2 separate regions of the Mus musculus genome follow, and region 1 is linked to region 2. A link is a contact called in public promoter capture Hi-C data. All regions are on one chromosome and are shown on one strand. Each heading gives the region's core, a stretch centred on a gene start, on an enhancer-like site or on the middle of the called end of the contact. The rest is flanking DNA. Distances are from core to core; before and after follow the strand shown.

Region 1 (2,700 bases), core at 1-2,500, 7.0 Mb after region 2:
AAACAAACATATTTTATTAATCTATAATCTGAGCTACTTGTGAGGATGAGGCAGGAGAACTGCAAGTTCAATGCTTGTCTGACAATATACCAAAAATATTTTCCTGCAGTATTCCAGAATAAAAATGGGTAGAGGTGGAGATGAGAGGTAATTAGCTAGCTAAGAAATGTCCCGTGCTTGAATGACTAAGCATATCCACAGACTCTCTCATAATATTAAACCACATTATCACAACTTTGACTCCCAGGGACTCTGGAAACTACATAGCTGGAGTAAATGATGTGTCCAGAATCAGAAAAAATTAGAACCCCACAGAGAATGGGATGGGTTATTTAGAACTACTCTTTGGGAAAATGTTCTCTTTCTATTGGATTCCACCCTGTGGATCTGTGTATTTTCCTAGCAAAAAGAAAAAGCCAATGTATCACTAACATGGACCCACAGTGTTAGGAATTTCTCTTGTTAACAAATCAGGATAGTATAAGGTGGCCTGTCTTTTGTTACATGCCTATTAATATATACAGTATATGGTTTAGATATAGCCATTTATTTCTTACAGAAACCCAAGCCTATACAGACAAAATGTTCCTTTAATAAAAAGTAGCGTGCATAGGCCATTAAATACAAGGATGACACCAAAACCAAATCACTCTATTTAGGAGTGAGCTACTTGTAGATTTCAGGGAAAGTGAAGAGTTATGGGAGGAGGAAGAATGTGTGAGTGTATGGATAGAGAAGGTCTTCTGGAAACGTCGTCTGGAAACGTCTTTTACTCGTTTTCCAGACTGGTTCCCCAAACGTGACGTTTCTTAACCCACAGCAGAGGCTGCTTGAGTTCGGCTTCTTAGCTCATGAAACTGTGAAGTCCTCTTTCCTAGAGCTTAGTATTTTACAGGAGAGAACTATTCAGCAGTCTGAACGTTTTGATAGTGTTGTTTTCTTTCATATTTCAATTGTTGTTTATCAAGAGACAGGCACTGGTCTTCTTGTTCTACCAGAAATAACCCTCGGCCTCTATCAGCACCAGGGCTGGGGAACAGCTTCACTCTCTGATCTTTCAGCAGAAAGCTGTCATTTCCTTGTGGTGCTGAAGTTTAGGACCAAAGAGTAACTGAGCATGCGCTGCCCTGCCCCCAACCCCCGCACAGCCACCCCTTCCCAAGCCGGGCGACCGGGCTCACAGAGTGAGTGAGCCTTTCCTCTGACTCCGCCCCCGCCCCGCCTCTCGTGAGCGTGATTGCGTCACGACGCGCCTGACCCCTGGCGACCCCGGAAGTGGGTCGGGGGCTTGGCCTCGGCCGGGCCAAGGAGCCCGCACGGACGGTGGTGGGCGCTGGGGTCCCACCAGGGCAGCCTGTCCGGTGGCGGAGCCCGGATGCGGCCCGAGCCGGGGGCCCAGGATGCTGAACGTCCCTTCCCAGGCTTTCCCGGCCCCCGGCTCCCAGCAGCGCGTCTCCTCCCAGGGGCGCAGCAAGGTAAGTGGCGACGCCGTTCGTTCGACTACTAACTCAAACGCCCTAAGTGTGTTTGAGCTGCTGAAGTTGGCCGCGGTAAGTCCACTCGGCACCCCGCTTCCGGCATGGTTGCATTTCTGTCTCAAGCTGTCCTCTCCAGTCTTTTGTTCTTTACGGTCAAAGATCCAGGCTGAGCAGTGGCGGTGGCTAGGGATGATTGGAGTCTGCAAACCTGCCGTCAGATTTAGTGCCACCTCTTCAAGTCGCACTCCTCTGTGTATACGGTAGCCAGTGGTTCCAGCACTGCCTCATCTGTAGACACCCCTGGTTGATTTTGAATCTGGTACCATGCTCTTGTCTATTTGTTGAATATGGTTACTGTCAGCAGCAGGTGGAAATACAGATATATAGTTGCAAAATTCAGTACAAATTGTGTAGTGTATTCATTGCAAGGCGAATGCTCTTATGTTATTTTGCTAGTTCCTTATTCTGTAACCACATCTTGGTATTTTCTTTTGAGACTTCTGTCTTCTTGGGCTACTCGATTCCTTTCTCGAGTTTTATTTTATATGACTTTGAGACTTTCCATTCTTCTCCACTTAGATCTGAGGTTTTGCCCTTAGATCAGAAAAGGAATTGAGGTTTTCATTTATTTTTCAGAAATGTCTGTCCCCAGCTTTAATCATACATAGCACTAAGATGTTTTGTGGGCTCACTGATGGCCATGTGTATCTGGAGTCCTTTTCCTTTGCCCATTGAATCTTCACAGTTACCCTGAAGCTAGGGACGTTTACTATCTTCATTCTTGGTAAAAAGAAATAGGTTGATGAAAGTCTGCTATCAGTCACGTAAGCTTGTGATTATGACATTTCCTTCATTGCTGTGTGTGCGCCTCTGCTCACCAGCCATCAACTGGGTATCTTGCTCTCTCTTTAAGCTAAGTGCTTGGCTCCATAGTCTAAGGTTGCCCTTTGTAGAATGAGAACGTCAGTAACTGACTTTCTTCATTAAAATGGCTATGTTCTCAGCATTCATTTAAAGGAGAAAACTTCTAGGCAAAGACAGCAAGTTCCTTAGATGCGATAGCAGAAGTAAGTTTTGTTGTCCCCAAAGAGGGCAAAGTAAGATCTTTGTGTAATTTAATAGGACCCTCAGGTAGGATTAATTTCTTTGTTATGAAATGAGACAATCTCGAACCCTTGAGAGGCAGAGTTAGGACTGCATAAAACAATGAAACAGTCAGATA
Region 2 (2,700 bases), core at 126-2,625:
AAATACCAGTTAAGTGGAAAGTCAAGACAGTTTTCTAGGAGCCTCTAACAATAGCATATTTGCATAGAGGGTTCCAGCAATGGTCAGGGTGGGTCAGGGTGACTTTCTTTGAACAAACATGCCCTGAACCCAGGAAGCAGGTTGCTGGAGGAATGCCGCTATTTGTTTTATGATTAGCATACCATGGAGCATTGAGTCACAAAGGTCACATTCTCAAGCCTGGGCCTAAAGGCCTAGAATCTTTTGTTTTTTATGTTTCACTTTTTCACTCAAAGGGCTGGAGAAATGGATTCAGCAGTTTGGTTAGCCTGGGTACCCTCTTCCGGCCTCTGAAGTAACTACAAGAAGCAGCTTTCCCACCCTAAATGCAGGCAAAACACCCTCCCCCCAACCCCACCCACTTTTTTTTTTTTTTTTAAAGAAAAAATGTAGCCGGGCAGTGGTAGCGCTAGCTCACCTTTAATCCCAGAATTTGGGAGGCAGAGGCAGGCGGGTTTCTGAGTTCCAGGACAGCCAGGGCTACACAGAGGAACCCTGTCTTGAAAAAACCAGAAAAAAAAAGAAAGAAAGAAAGAAAGAAAGAAAGGAAGGAAGGAAGGAAAGGAAAGAAAAAAATGTTTATTAGCTGACCACACAGCTAAGGGGCTTGAATTTCTGTAACTTTTTTTTTTCATTTTCTGCATTTTTCATGGATTTGTTGTTGTTGTTGTTGTTTTTGAAGACAGGCTCTTCCTTTGTAGACCAGGCTGGCCTCCATCTGACAGAGAGATCCACCTGTCTCTATCCCTTTATGGACTGGGAAAAACCTACACCACTACATGGGGTTTGTAAGAAAAAAGAAGAAAAAAAAAAGCCCCTCAAATTGTATCATAGTCTACTGTGTTCTCTCCCCCCCCCCCCTCTCTCTCACACACACACACACACACACACACACACACACACACACACAAAGTGTACTGGCTCAATCATATCATATATGCATTGTTTGGAAGATGGATGTGAACACAATTTTATTTTCCAATTACCTGGCTTCATTTTTTTTTTTTTTCCTTCCCATGGCACGTTTTAAATTCAGGGTCAGACAAGAACTTGGAGCGTTTCTTTAGAATTTGTGGTGCGACTCGACCAAATAGAATACCTGGCCGGCAGGCTGGCAAGCGCTCGCAGGCCGGCTCTGCCATGGGGGCCTTCCGAGGAAGGGGTTTTTGTTCGTCCCTCGCCAAGGCCGGCCAGACAAGGCCACCCCAGGCCGGCAGGACGACAGCCCCCGGCTCGGGTTCGGCCGAGCCCGGAGGGGGGCGAGCAGGGACCCGAAGGGAGAGAGAGGCTCTGGGGCGGCGGCGGCGGCGGGGCGGGCCCGGAGGCCGGTGGGGGAGGAGCGGCGGCGGGGCTGCTGTGGCGACCGACGCGCGGCGGTGGCGGAGACCCACCCCCGTCCACATGGACAGTCGCCGAGGCCTGGGCTGATGCTCTGACGCCTGGGCGGGGTGGGCGGGCGGCGGCGGCCACTGCTGGAGCAGCGAGGGGTCGCGGGCGCCTCACGGTCGCGGAGCCCTCGCTCGGCTCAAGCCGCTGCGGCCATTTTACGGCCCGGGACGTAGAAGGCGTGTGAGCGTTCGCTCCGTTCTCCGTCCTCCGGAGCCAGCGGCGGAGCGGGGCGGAGGGGAGCGGAGGGAGCTCCTCAGAGGCCGGCGCGGCCCGGTGGATGGGGAGTCGTGTGCCGAGGGGAGCCGGGCCCGGGAAGCGCCGCCGCCGCCGCTCACGGTCCCCGGTAGGCGCCTGAGGAGAAGCAGCCCAGGCCGTGGGCCTCGCCGCCTCCCGTCAGGCCCGCTTTTGTGTGGGGGGCCCGGCCGGCGGGGAGCGCCCCTCGCGGAGGTCGAGCCCGAGGCCCGCCACCCTGCGGCTGCTACCCTCCCGACGCGCGGCCCCCATTCCCCGCCAGCACCGCGCCGGTGTCGGCCATGGAGTAAGAAGGAGGCGGCGTGGAAGGAGGAAGATGGCGGCGGGCAAGAGCGGTGGCAGCGCTGGGGCTCTTTTCCTGAAAGGTACGCTCGGGTCTCCCTCGGGGGAGAGTCGGGGGCGAAATTCGCCGACACCGGGGTGTCTCCCACCCCCGGGCCGTGATACTCAGCTCTCTGCTCCGGGTGGGCTTGGGGCCGCGGGGGCCACGGGGGCCCGGACGGCCGATGGCCCGCTGGGAACGCGCTGCAGGCGCGCCGACTTCGGGTCCGCCCGGGCCAAGGCTCGGGCAGGCCGGCGCGAGGCGGCGCGGTGGTAGCGCAGCGAGCCGAGGCCCAGGGCGGCCTGCGAGGGGCGCGCCGAAGGCTTGGGCTCGCTCCCACCTCCATATTCTCGATGGGTGCCTAGTGGGTGAGGAGCAGACTTCGTCCGCGTCTTTCTTAAGCGTTCGTGGAAAGTTTCAGACCTAAGCTTGGTTGAAACTGGCCGATCCAAGGAGGCAGGGGGAGAGGTGGTGGTTAACACTGCCCTGTGGTTAAAAGCTCCCAGGCTAGCCGCTGCCCTCGGGGTGCAGGTTAGACCCGGCGGTGCCCCGAACTCCGGTGAGATGTGTTTGGTTGTTTATACTTTGTAAAGCAGGTATGGGAGGTGGAAAAAAAAAAAAAGAGAGAGAATGAGCTTCCAAGTGTCGGTTTGGAGACAGCCGGGGAAGGTAAAAGAGTTAGGGTGTGTTCCCATTTT

Evidence for each region. Promoter capture Hi-C pulls out the DNA fragments that hold promoters and counts their contacts.
Region 1: a contact with region 2 is called in a promoter capture Hi-C map of pre-B cells. The contact joins the promoter of Cyb5r4 here to the promoter of Senp6 in region 2. A contact is called at or near these places in 2 of 39 promoter capture datasets (erythroid cells and pre-B cells).

The regions. Positions count from the first base shown.
Region 1 is chr9:87,020,779-87,023,478 of GRCm38.p6, forward strand. Cyb5r4 (cytochrome b5 reductase 4) reads left to right here and starts at 1,251. Exons shown (of 16, transcript NM_024195.2): 1 at 1,251-1,475. The coding sequence starts at 1,401.
Region 2 is chr9:80,065,528-80,068,227 of GRCm38.p6, forward strand. Senp6 (SUMO/sentrin specific peptidase 6) reads left to right here and starts at 1,376. Exons shown (of 24, transcript NM_001311110.1): 1 at 1,376-2,045. The coding sequence starts at 1,997.